Regions from separate parts of the Mus musculus genome. Here regions 1 and 2 are each linked to region 3. The links are chromatin contacts, called in public ChIA-PET and Hi-C maps. All regions are on one chromosome and are shown on one strand. Each heading gives the region's core, a stretch centred on a gene start, on an enhancer-like site or on the middle of the called end of the contact. The rest is flanking DNA. Distances are from core to core; before and after follow the strand shown.

What was found. A called contact is a pair of places that touch in the nucleus more often than the background predicts. ChIA-PET counts read pairs in DNA pulled down with a chosen protein or histone mark.
Region 1: a contact with region 3 is called in an RNA polymerase II ChIA-PET map of effector CD8 T cells, with 10 read pairs. The contact joins the promoter of Zfp775 here to the enhancer-like site in region 3. A contact is called at or near these places in 2 of 39 promoter capture datasets (liver and pre-B cells), 1 of 484 Hi-C or Micro-C datasets (B cells), 4 of 115 datasets of contacts at active chromatin or transcription factors (the 230-238 cell line, CD8 T cells and effector CD8 T cells) and 2 of 9 other capture datasets (adipose tissue and liver).
Region 2: a Hi-C map of natural killer cells shows a contact between it and region 3, with 3 times the contacts expected there. The contact joins the promoter of Lrrc61 here to the enhancer-like site in region 3. A contact is called at or near these places in 1 of 39 promoter capture datasets (the HPC-7 cell line), 1 of 15 datasets of contacts at CTCF or cohesin (large pre-B cells), 4 of 484 Hi-C or Micro-C datasets (Th1 cells, group 2 innate lymphoid cells, natural killer cells and 1 more), 3 of 115 datasets of contacts at active chromatin or transcription factors (the 230-238 cell line, CD8 T cells and effector CD8 T cells) and 1 of 9 other capture datasets (embryonic stem cells).

What each region holds. Positions count from the first base shown.
Region 1 is chr6:48,600,376-48,603,819 of GRCm38.p6, forward strand. Zfp775 (zinc finger protein 775) reads left to right here and starts at 1,632. Exons shown (of 3, transcript NM_173429.3): 1 at 1,632-1,745.
Region 2 is chr6:48,552,653-48,556,238 of GRCm38.p6, forward strand. Lrrc61 (leucine rich repeat containing 61) reads left to right here and starts at 2,147. Exons shown (of 3, transcript NM_177736.3): 1 at 2,147-2,330.
Region 3 is chr6:48,799,932-48,803,514 of GRCm38.p6, forward strand. No RefSeq gene overlaps it. Among named protein-coding and RNA genes, the nearest start is that of Gm30781, 2.9 kb to the left of the region's middle. Within about 2 kb of position 2,175, at least 56 of the 459 cell types and tissues checked have an H3K27ac peak or open chromatin away from gene starts, as enhancers often do. A contact at or near this core is called in the 230-238 cell line, CD8 T cells, the HPC-7 cell line and 5 more, where this site is marked.

The DNA.
Region 1 (3,444 bases), core at 382-2,881, 200 kb before region 3:
CTAGCCTATTTGATGAAGTTCCAGCTAATTAGAGACCTTGTCTCAAACAAGATGGAAGGTGCCTGAAGATGCATAATGTGACCCCCTGGCCCCCACATGCACCAACCCCCCCTCACAGATTTTATAATATAGACTCTGTGTATGTGCATCAATACATAGTTTGCTTTTTTTCTTTCTTTTTAAACATTTTTAAAAATTATTTATTTATTTATTTATTTATTTTTTGAGACAGGATCTAATACAGTTCCAGGCTGGCCTTGAACGAACTATCTCAGTGTGTAAGATAGGCTAGCCTTCACTTACTGTGCTTCATTCTTCCACTTCTGGAACAGCCTTGGTCCTGAGTGTCAGTCTGGAGAGTCTGTCACTCTGGATAGGAAGTGTTGTTCCTGGGCCACACTAGCTGGTGGAGGATCTGAAACTAGAATGCTGCTCTGAGAGGTAGGAATGAAAATCCAGAAAGGCACATAAGCAGGTGGGAAAACTCACTCATCTATTTCACAGGCAAACACATCAAAGTCCAGAAACAGAAAACTCTCTCTTGTGATGACTGCACATGAATTTAGTGGAAAATGGCTAGAAACTTGGCCCCAGTTTCCACAATGCTTGACAGCTGAACAGCAGCTGGGGGCCTAGAGGCTTGAACAGTTACAGATTGGTGCCATGGTAGGGGTTACAGGACATCCATCCTGGTCCCAAATGCACCTCCAAAGTAGCTCTGGAGAGAAAATGCAGTATCTTTCCAGTTGACCCCACTGTGATTACCCAGCTGCGACCAAACTCAAGGCAGAGGTGGGAGGAATTCTATCAGATGTATAGGAAAGGGTGGGAATGAAAACACTTTCCTGGAGGTGTTTGGGAACCAATCACCCTTCTTGGCAGTCTGGACCTGGTTAGCAGCTAGAAGATATTTCACTCAACAGAACCTTAGTGCATAGTGAAATTAGATGCGGTTAGGTAACCTCTTCAGACCTGTTTTCTCAGCTAGAAAAAGCTCCCCGAATGCAATGATTTCCAAAGCCACTTGCAAACAGCTCCAAACATAATTTATCATGACTCAGTGTGGTCTGATGATATGCTGGCTGATGATGGCTCACTGTACCCTCACGAGGCAAAAGAGCCCTGCAATGTGCAATAGGCAAGTGTGAGCAATGCCGCCTAAACATAGCTTTCAGGGAGTAAAGAAAAAGAGCCACAATAAAGTAGATATACTCTCCAGAGGGGTCCTAAAAGTGCTGTGTTCTATTTGGCCCGCGATGGCTTCCAAGCAAGGAAACCTAATGGCACCTCACTACCGTGGTACCCCGCACCTACGCCGCGAGTTCAGATATCAATACGCGCTTGTGCGGGAGGCAGAGCGCTCAAAGGTGGGCAGATCCGAGGCACCTGGTGGACGGGCACAGCAACTATGCTCCGCGGGGCACAGAGCATTAGGGGGCCACCTCTTCCACCCCAGCAGTGTTCAGCTCACTGATTTTTTGCTTAGGGCCGCGCGGCCGCAGGCGAGGTCAGACCCTGGCTATTGGCTCCGGAGAACAAAGGGGCCGCCCCGCGGGCTGCACCAATAGGGCCGGGAGTGTCATCTGAGCCGTTCAGCCAATCCGCAGCGGGGCGGTGCAGGGCGACCAGCCAATCACACGCGTCCGCCTGCCCCGCCTGCCCCGGGACTGGCCATGGCCCGGAGCCCGGTACCCAAGTCGCCCCTTGGGTAGCCGTTCCCGTTAACCTTAGCCACAAAGTCAAAGGTATTTATTTCTCAGGCCCCCTCCCTCCGAGTCCTGTGCAATTCTGGCGGGGAGGGGCGGTGCAGGGACGGACCAGCGCCGGGTCGCTGTTCCCGTGCTGCTCCGGTGTACCGGGCTGTAGAGGAAGGATGGGTCCCGGGCCTTGAGGCGCCCTGAGTCCCGCGTGCACCTCAGCTCTGGGTCCCAATTTTCTGTACCACCAGCACCCTTCCTAGCTCAGTTGGGAGGGACCTGAGGTTGGCTGGGAGGTCAACAGGCCAGGGCAGTAAGGTCAGGAGGGTAGGACTGTTGAAGAGCCAAGAGGACCTACTGAGCCATCTGGTTGTTCTGAGCTCCCTGTCTGTGTCTGCTTCCGTGTAGAAGAGCTTCTGGGGGCAGCAATCCCAGTGTTGGCTACAAGCGATTCTGCGAGGCGGGATGAGGGTGGAGACGGAGAACAAGCAAAAGGAAAGCACGCAGAAGTTACAACTGTGTGCGCGTCTTCGGGGGTGGTTACTGAGACTTCTTTCAAGTAAAATGACCGCAGCAGTCTCAGTGGGTGTGGTGTCTGGCGACACAGAGTCCGAATGGTCTCTAGCAGCAGTGGCAAGTTGGGTGTGGTCACCTGAGGTTGGAGACAAGTGACAGGCTCTGCATTTTTATTTGTTTGTTTTTGGTTTTTAGTTGTGTTAATAACATGAAAACATCCCATAGCATTTGTGTCCTGTCAGTTCCGAAGCTCCATGATTCTGTGCTTCTACCACTCAGTTGTGGCTGACGTTTATGTAAATGAGCCCTCATAACCGTGTTTTGTAATGGTTTACAAGGCTGGGGTCTGGACTGTGTGCTAGGGATAGAGGCATCCTGTATTAGGATGCGTTTGGTCTTCTGGTGGTAACAGAAAGCATGGATGATGACAGTTACCCCACAGGTACTTGTTTGGATGACACATAGCTAAACAGTAGTTTTGAGTTTCCCAAAGATGTCTGTCTCTGGCAAAGTGACCCCTGATTTGGACCAGGGAGGGGGTGTATGGGCAAGGTCACTGCAAGACAGACAAGTTATAGGTATGCAGGTGTGTGAGGACATAACAAATCTAGATATTGGGGACAATGGGGAAAGCTAACCAAAGACTATGTTTTGAATGGCCTTGCCAAGACATTTTTGTCTAAATTTCCAAGTGTTGGAGAGCTCTTGAAGTATGTCAAGGGGGTAAAATGTCAAAATTTCAGTTTTAGAAAAATCAGTTTGGATCTGGGTGGTGGTGGCCCACACCCTTAATCCCAGTACTCAGGAGGCAGAGGCAGGCAGATCTTTGAATTCGAGGCCAGCCTGGTCTACTGAGTGAGTTCAGGAGTCAGGGCTACAGAGAAACCCTGTCTTAGGGAGAAAGGGCAAGAGAGAAAGAAAGAGAGAGAGAGAGAGAGAGAGAGAGAGAGAGATCAGTTTGGGTTCTGGTGGCAGATGGATTTGGAGGGACCAAGAAATCAGTAAAATTTTAAAACTATTATTCATTCATTCATTGAATGTGTGTGTGAGAAAGACGGAGAGACAGAGATAGAGGAAGAGAGAGAGAGACAGACAAAGGACAGAGGACAGAATTTTTGGAAGTTGGTCCTCTCTACCATGTGGATTACATAGATTCCGGGTATCAAGCTTAGGTATCCAGAACTGGCTTGCATGTCAAAACACTTTTACCCACTAAGCCGGTGACTCTCAA
Region 2 (3,586 bases), core at 897-3,396, 250 kb before region 3:
CACCTAGCGAAAGTAATGACCACCAACTCAAATTTTTTGGTTGAATTAAGCAAGCTGTCTCCCTAAAGTGGGGTTTGAGAGGACAGCTCTGAACATAGGAAAATTGAGGTATTTTTTTAGTAGCCCCAAAACTTCAAAGATAGGGGATTCCAAGGATTTTTGGTTACATAGAAACTTGGCAGAACATCTCAAAATTATTTGGCAGAGCATCGTATATTATCAGGGTGGAGGTCTCGGTATAAGGGTGTGGAAAAATTCCAGAAAAGGGTCAAGACAGGGTCAAATCCAAGTTTTACAGCAAACAGGAATGAACTTTCTTCCACCTTTTAAGGAGATGGCTTCAGTAGTTCTTAAGTGACTTGCCTAAGGCAGTCCTAGGAGCTGTCCATGGTGGTGGCACTTTCTTTCCTGACTCAGCCTACCACTTTCATGAAATACCAGCGCAGGAGCTGTCCACGGTGGCGACACCTCTTCTTCAGACTCCCAAGAAGCTCAGCAGTGATGTCGCCTCAGCCATGGGCCCAAAGCAGGGAAAGGGAGGTGAAAAATGCCTCCAGTCCCTGAGCAAAAAAACCCACCAATCCCTGAGCTTCCCACAAACCCCCACCAATCCCAGAATAGGAAACCTCACCAATCTCTGAGCTCTCCAAGCTCAGGACTTGAAATCCCACCAATCCTCAACCTGGAAATCTCTGCCCTGAAAAGCTCCATCCATAAGAAATCCTATATAAGCCCTGCCCTTTGTTCAACAGCCTTGCTGTCTGCTCCTGGAAGCAGAGGCAGCCACTCCTGGATTTGTCCCCTCTCTCCCTGGACCCTCCCTATTTTGTTTTTTTTTTTGTTTTTGTTTTTTTTTAAATGAGATTTGATTCCTGATGTGATGTTTTTGTTTTTGTTTTTGTTTTTTAGCATCAGAAGAAGCAAAGAAGCAATGAAGAGAAGTGGAGCGGGGCTGAGGCTCCAGAGCTCAGCTGGGTATACCCTTCCCTGGGAGCTGCAGTGCCTCTTGCTGAGGAGGCTTCCTCTCAGAGCTATGTGGTTCCTGGGCTCCTGTGTCTCAGGACGCTCTTCTATTGGGACACTGTCCTACCTCTGAGCTGTGTGGTTCCTAGGCTACCATGTCTACCATTGGGACACTCTCTCTGCTAAGAGTTGTGCGGTTCTTGGGGTTCCACACCTTCCTAGAAGGAACATTTATAGCTTCTAATCTTAAAATAGACTCAGGCTGGTCCATCACATGGAGAAGTTCAAGGGAGATCAAATGGATACCGGGCACCATTTGACGGATTAGAAAAGCTAGGTCACCACTGGCCTGCAGCCTAGCACACTGAACGTCATCAAACACGTATTCATTAAGGACTTTGCACTGTGATACAGTGCAAAGATGTGAACAACAACAAAACTGTGCCTATACTTAGCCAGCCCAGGCTGGAAGGGTGTGGACTGAACTGGGATTGCTTTGTCTGAGTGCACAGAAAGCATCAGGAGATGGAAAACCCTCCCAATGTAGACATTTCCAAGTGGCCTGTGAAAGAAAGTGAGAGGCATTCTCCCCTGTGCCTAGTTAAGGTGACCTCTTTATCCGTTGGACAATGTCATTTACAAAGGTGGCAGTTTGCGTTGGTGACATCTCTGGGGGCAAGGCCTTTGGGAATATCACTAGGCAGTGCACATTTATCTCAGGAAACATTCTGATGTAGTTTTCTAAAAATACGGGTAAGGTTCCCACAAGGGGTCCTTCTTATCGTTATTGTGGCACCTTTTGTCTGCAGTCCTAGGCGGTGAGCATGACTGCACCGCTGTGAGGGGCAGGGTTCGGAGAGGGGTGGGCGAGCACGTACCAGGCACCGTTTATCGGGTTAGAAAATCTAGGTCACCACTGGCCTGCAGCCTAGCATACTGAATGTCACAGAACACATTCGTTAAGGAACCATAAATGCCTTTCCCAACGTCGCTCTGTCAAATGTGCTAATGACCAAACTAACAGGAACAAAATCCTCCAGCAGCACTGGCCGCGGGTTCCAGCACAAAGAGCTAGAAGCTCCTCTGGTTGTGTAATCTGCGTCACTTGCGTACCCTGCCAGCCGCAGCGCGTCCCTTAAAAACAACTTTTTCTGCGTCGCACCACTCCCCGCCCCTTCCGGCCTTTCGCAGGTTCCGGGTCGGCTGGGCCTGCGCCAGAAACCGAGTTGCGTGTTCTGTTTGTTTGGGGGATGCTGGATTCTTCTGGAACCGCCCGCGGTTAGTGGCCACGCCCTCAGCCCCAGGCACTGCTCTGAGTGCAGTTAACAGACAGAACGCTTTAACCGGTAACAATCGCGGCCGGTGAGGTGGGTGCTGCCTTGGTGGCCAGGAGACATTAGGATTGGATTTCCTATCCCACAATCACAGCCTCTTGGTATACATAACAACAAGGGTTCCGCTAGTGTGATAGATTATTTTAAAAGAGCAGCCGTAGAGAAAAAGGCGGAAAAAGTTTTGGTCTTGTTTATTCTCGGTGAGGGAGCATTTGTCACAAGATATGCAAATGGCAAAAATGCCTACAAAGGAAGAAGGATGCGGCCCCTTATTGGGGTCAGAAATGGGTGGAAATGACTTCAGTAGTCCCCAAAGGAAGCTGGGAAGTGTAGTCTCCCAGCAGGAACTTATCCGTGGCTTTTGTCACTTTGGCTATGTGAGCTCAGAAGATGGCGGAGTGTTGTTTAAAACATCCTCCACTGTTGTGCCAGGGAAAAGTTAGTGACCCCCCCCCCCCCCCCGCCAAACACACACACACACACACACACACACAGGAGCTGATCTGATGCAACTCACAGCAGGGTCTTTATTCTATTCGAGCTAGCTCAAGCCCCCCCAATGCACCACCCTCACACAGGACGGTTTTGGTGGGGGAGGAGCCCCGAATGTCTATGTGGCAAGGCTTTATAGTAAGCACCAAACATGGAATACGAATGCGAGCATCTAAATGGAAAGCTACTTTGGCCTTTAATATAACTGGCTGGTGCTGGGAGTCACATCATAAACTTAACTTCTGCTCCCCTCTGCATGGGTGGTCATTAGGCAAGGGTTGGGCTTGCAACCTGGGGTGCAGGTTTGTTGGGGGAATAACCAGGAGATACTGGTCTTGTTAGGGGTGTAACTTGGAAACTCTGCTCTTGTTGGGGATTAGCCTAGAGACGAGCTAGGCTCAGGTTTTGTTGTGGGGACAACTTGGATACTAATGCTAGATACCGGCCTGTAGTCTACCTGAGTTCAAGCTTAGGTCAGATTCTCTAAAATGGAGTCTGAATTTAAAAGCTTTGGCATCTCACACTGACTGGCTTAAATTCTCTGGTTGTGTGGGAGACTAGAGCTCCTTCTTCCCCAGGTGTAGGAATGTGAGAGGAGAGGAGGCTGGCAAGCTTGCACAGAGTGGGACTGTGGAATGCCCCTGGATGTATGTTTGTGCGGTGTAACAGGGTAGAATTAGGGAGCCAGGTCCCATCTGGGCATGCTCCTGAAAAGGACTGACAAAATAGTCAAGAGAAAGTTCTAATCTAATCAGCCAACACAGGGTACATGCTGAGGCATCTCCTAGTCCAGGTGA
Region 3 (3,583 bases), core at 925-3,424:
ACTTCAGTCTTCATTCTCCTTGAGTTTCATGTGTTTAGCAAATTATATCTTATATCTTGGGTATCCTAGGTTTGGGGCTAATATCCACTTATCAGTGAATACATATTGTGTGAGTTTCTTTGTGAATGTGTTACCTCACTCAGGATGATGCCCTCCAGGTCCATCCATTTGGCTAGGAATTTCATAAATTCATTCTTTTTAATAGCTGAGTAGTACTCCATTGTGTAGATGTACCACATTTTCTGTATCCATTCCTCTGTTGAGGGGCATCTAGGTTCTTTCCAGCTTCTGGCTATTATAAATAAGGCTGCTATGAACATAGTGGAGCATGTGTCCTTCTTACCTGTTGGGGCATCTTCTGGATATATGCCCAGGAGAGGTATTGCTGGATCCTCCGGTAGTACTATGTCCAGTTTTCTGAGGAACCGCCAGACTGATTTCCAGAGTGGTTGTACAAGCCTGCACTCCCACCAACAATGGAGGAGTGTTCCTCTTTCTCCACATCCTCGCCAGCATCTGCTGTCACCTGAATTTTTGATCTTAGCCATTCTGACTGGTGTGAGGTGGAATCTCAGGGTTGTTTTGATTTGCATTTCCCTGATGATTAAGGATGTTGAACATTTTTTCAAGTGCTTCTCTGCCATTCGGTATTCCTCAGGTGAGAATTCTTTGTTCAGTTCTGAGCCCCATTTTTTAATGGGGTTATTTGATTTTCTGAAGTCCACCTTCTTGAGTTCTTTATATATGTTGGATATTAGTCCCCACCATTAATCTTTTAACTTGAGTTGGGTTGTGGGTTAGTAGCTAGTGCTTGCCTGACATGCCCATGGCCCTTGGTTTTTGAGGAGGATCATTGCAGGCACTTGGTGAGTTCCAGGGAAAGAACACTGAAGAAATAACCACATCAGAGGCTCTCCAAGGAAAGAGCCCCAGACCTCTCATTCTCTTAAGCCACAGTCACCATGGGGCTTGGGGGTGATGGTCAGCATGCTTCAGTCCCTTTCAGGAACAACGGCCACTGAAAACACAAGAGCCAAGAAGCCAAGCAGCAAACCTTCATGTTCTTCATGTTCATGTATCTTATAGATCCACATGTGTGTTTCAGTGTGTGATCCTTGGCCTCCATGTATGCACAATTAAGCCGGAGCTAGTCATTTTATCACCAGGGCGGTAGCACTGAGAGGTGAACACCGGAGGGATGTTCAAGTTCTCAGCCTCATGGAGGACTGATACTATCACTGTAAGGGCTGCCCACATGAATTGCCCCATTCTGCCATTTGTTCTACAACTGGACATGTGAGAGGACAGCAGCAAGGTATGTGGGAAACCAGATTCCAGATGCTGGCACCTTGCTCTTTATCTTCCTACCTGCAGAACCAAGAAAATCTCTCTGTCTCTGTCTCTCTCTGTCTTTCTTTCTCCTCCACCCCTTTTTTCTGGGCAATTTCTTAGTCTATGATACACTATTGAAACATATACTTAGTTATATAATTTCACAACTTTATTCTGAAATACTGACTTGGGTTAAAGGGCATAAAATAGTTTTCACCTTTGTCTCCAACTTCTTTTAAGTTGAAGCTCCTTCATTTTCCTAGATAAGCTGATACTAAATTGAGATACTACCTGCTTATAATTTTAGTACTTTAGCTATTGCTTTAAATTTTTCATTGTTAAAGACTGTCTTAGGGTTTTTGGCTTTTTTGTTTCACTATTTTGTGTGTTTGTTTTGTTTTGTTTTTCTGTGAAGAGACACCATGGCCTCTGTGAAGGTTCTGTGCCCCAGTATAGGGGAATCCTTGGGCCAGGAAGCAGGATTGGGTGGGTTGGGGAGCAAAGGAAGGGGGGAAGGGACAGGGGATTTTCAGAGGGAAAACTAGGAAAGGAGATAACATTTGAAATGTAGATAAAGAAAATATCTAATAAGAAAAAAAAAGAGAAAATATCCAATTAAAAAAAAAAGACACCATGACCAAGGCAACTCTTATAAAGAGAAACATTTAATTGGGACTGGCTTAGAGTTCAGAGGTTTAGTCCTTTATCATTACGGCTGGAAGCATGGCTGCTCACAGACAAACATGGCACTGGAAAGTAGCTGAGAGTTCTACAGTCAGATCCACAGGCAGCAGAAAGATTTAGAGACACTGGGCCTCTGAAACCACAAACCCACTGCAAGTGACACATTTCCTCCAACAAAGCCACACCTACTCCAACAAATTCACACCTCCCAATAGTGACATTTCCTGTGAGCCTCTGGGGGCCATTTTCATTCAAATTACCACATTCTACTCCCTGACACCATAGGCTTGTAGCCATATCATAATGCAGAAAGCATTAAATCCAACCTCAAAAGTCCCCATATCTATCATTCTCAATGTTGATTAAAATCCAAAATTCAAAGTCTCTTCTGAGACTCATGACAATCTCTTAACTGTAATTCCCTATAAAAATCAAATAAAAAAAAAGCAGATCTCATACTTCCAACAGAAATGGTGGGCTGGCTACTCCAAACTCTGCATTTCCATGCCTAATGTCCCAGTGTCTTTAAATCTCCAACACTTCTCATCTTTGTTGACTGTAACATACTTCTGTCACTTGGGCTGGTTCCATTACCTATTAGAAGTTTTCCTTGGCAAGTATCCCATAACTATGGCACTGTCAACATGTTGAGGTCTCCATGGCAATCTAGGCTTCATCTTCAGAGCTTCACTTAATGGCTTCTATGGACCTCCATGCAGGGATACCCCTGCTATACACCTGGACTCAGTGGCTCACCTTAGTCACAGAGGGAGATTCTATAATTCCTCTCTTATATCCTAATTCTAAAACAGTGGTTCTCAAGTGGTGGATCACGACCCCCTTGGAGGTGGAACAACTCTTTCACAGGAGTCACCTAAGACCATCAGAAAACAAAGATTTATGTTATAATTCATAACAGTAGCAAAATTTCAGTTATGAAGTAGCAACGAAATAATTTTGTGGATGGGATCGTCACAACATGAGGGACCAAACTAAAGGGGTGTAGCATTAGAAAGGTTGAGGACCACTGCTCTAAAACCAGAATGTGGCCCAAGATGTAAATTCTGCTGCTTTCTGGTATTGGGGTTTGGGATTCACCCCCAAAACCACACCAACACTAATCTCATACATGGATAGTTTATTGGGAATTTTCCCCAGGACTGATTGATTTTTGGGGCCACAGGGGAGGCTGTTACACTGAGTTAGAATCCTATAGATCTTTTAAGCCTGAAATCCACAAACATCTGTGCCAAGTTATTCCATCAATCAGGATTTAGGGATGGGACACTTCCTTACAAACATGTCTTTGTTGTACAATTATCCTGTTCCCATTTGTTGGGAGTATTCTACTGTGGCAGGGGACTTGCCTTGCCTAACATTCATGTCTTAACTTGCCAAAAGGATTTCAGTTACCCATAAATGTGTGTCTTTCTGTCAAGTACGGTGTCAATTCCCAGGGAGGTTTTGGGAACTTAAAACTTTACTTGATCCCTACTCAAAGTGGAAGACTTATTCCAAATGACTTCTTATAGTTGTACAGGTGTCTCTCTTATGTTGGGGTACATCC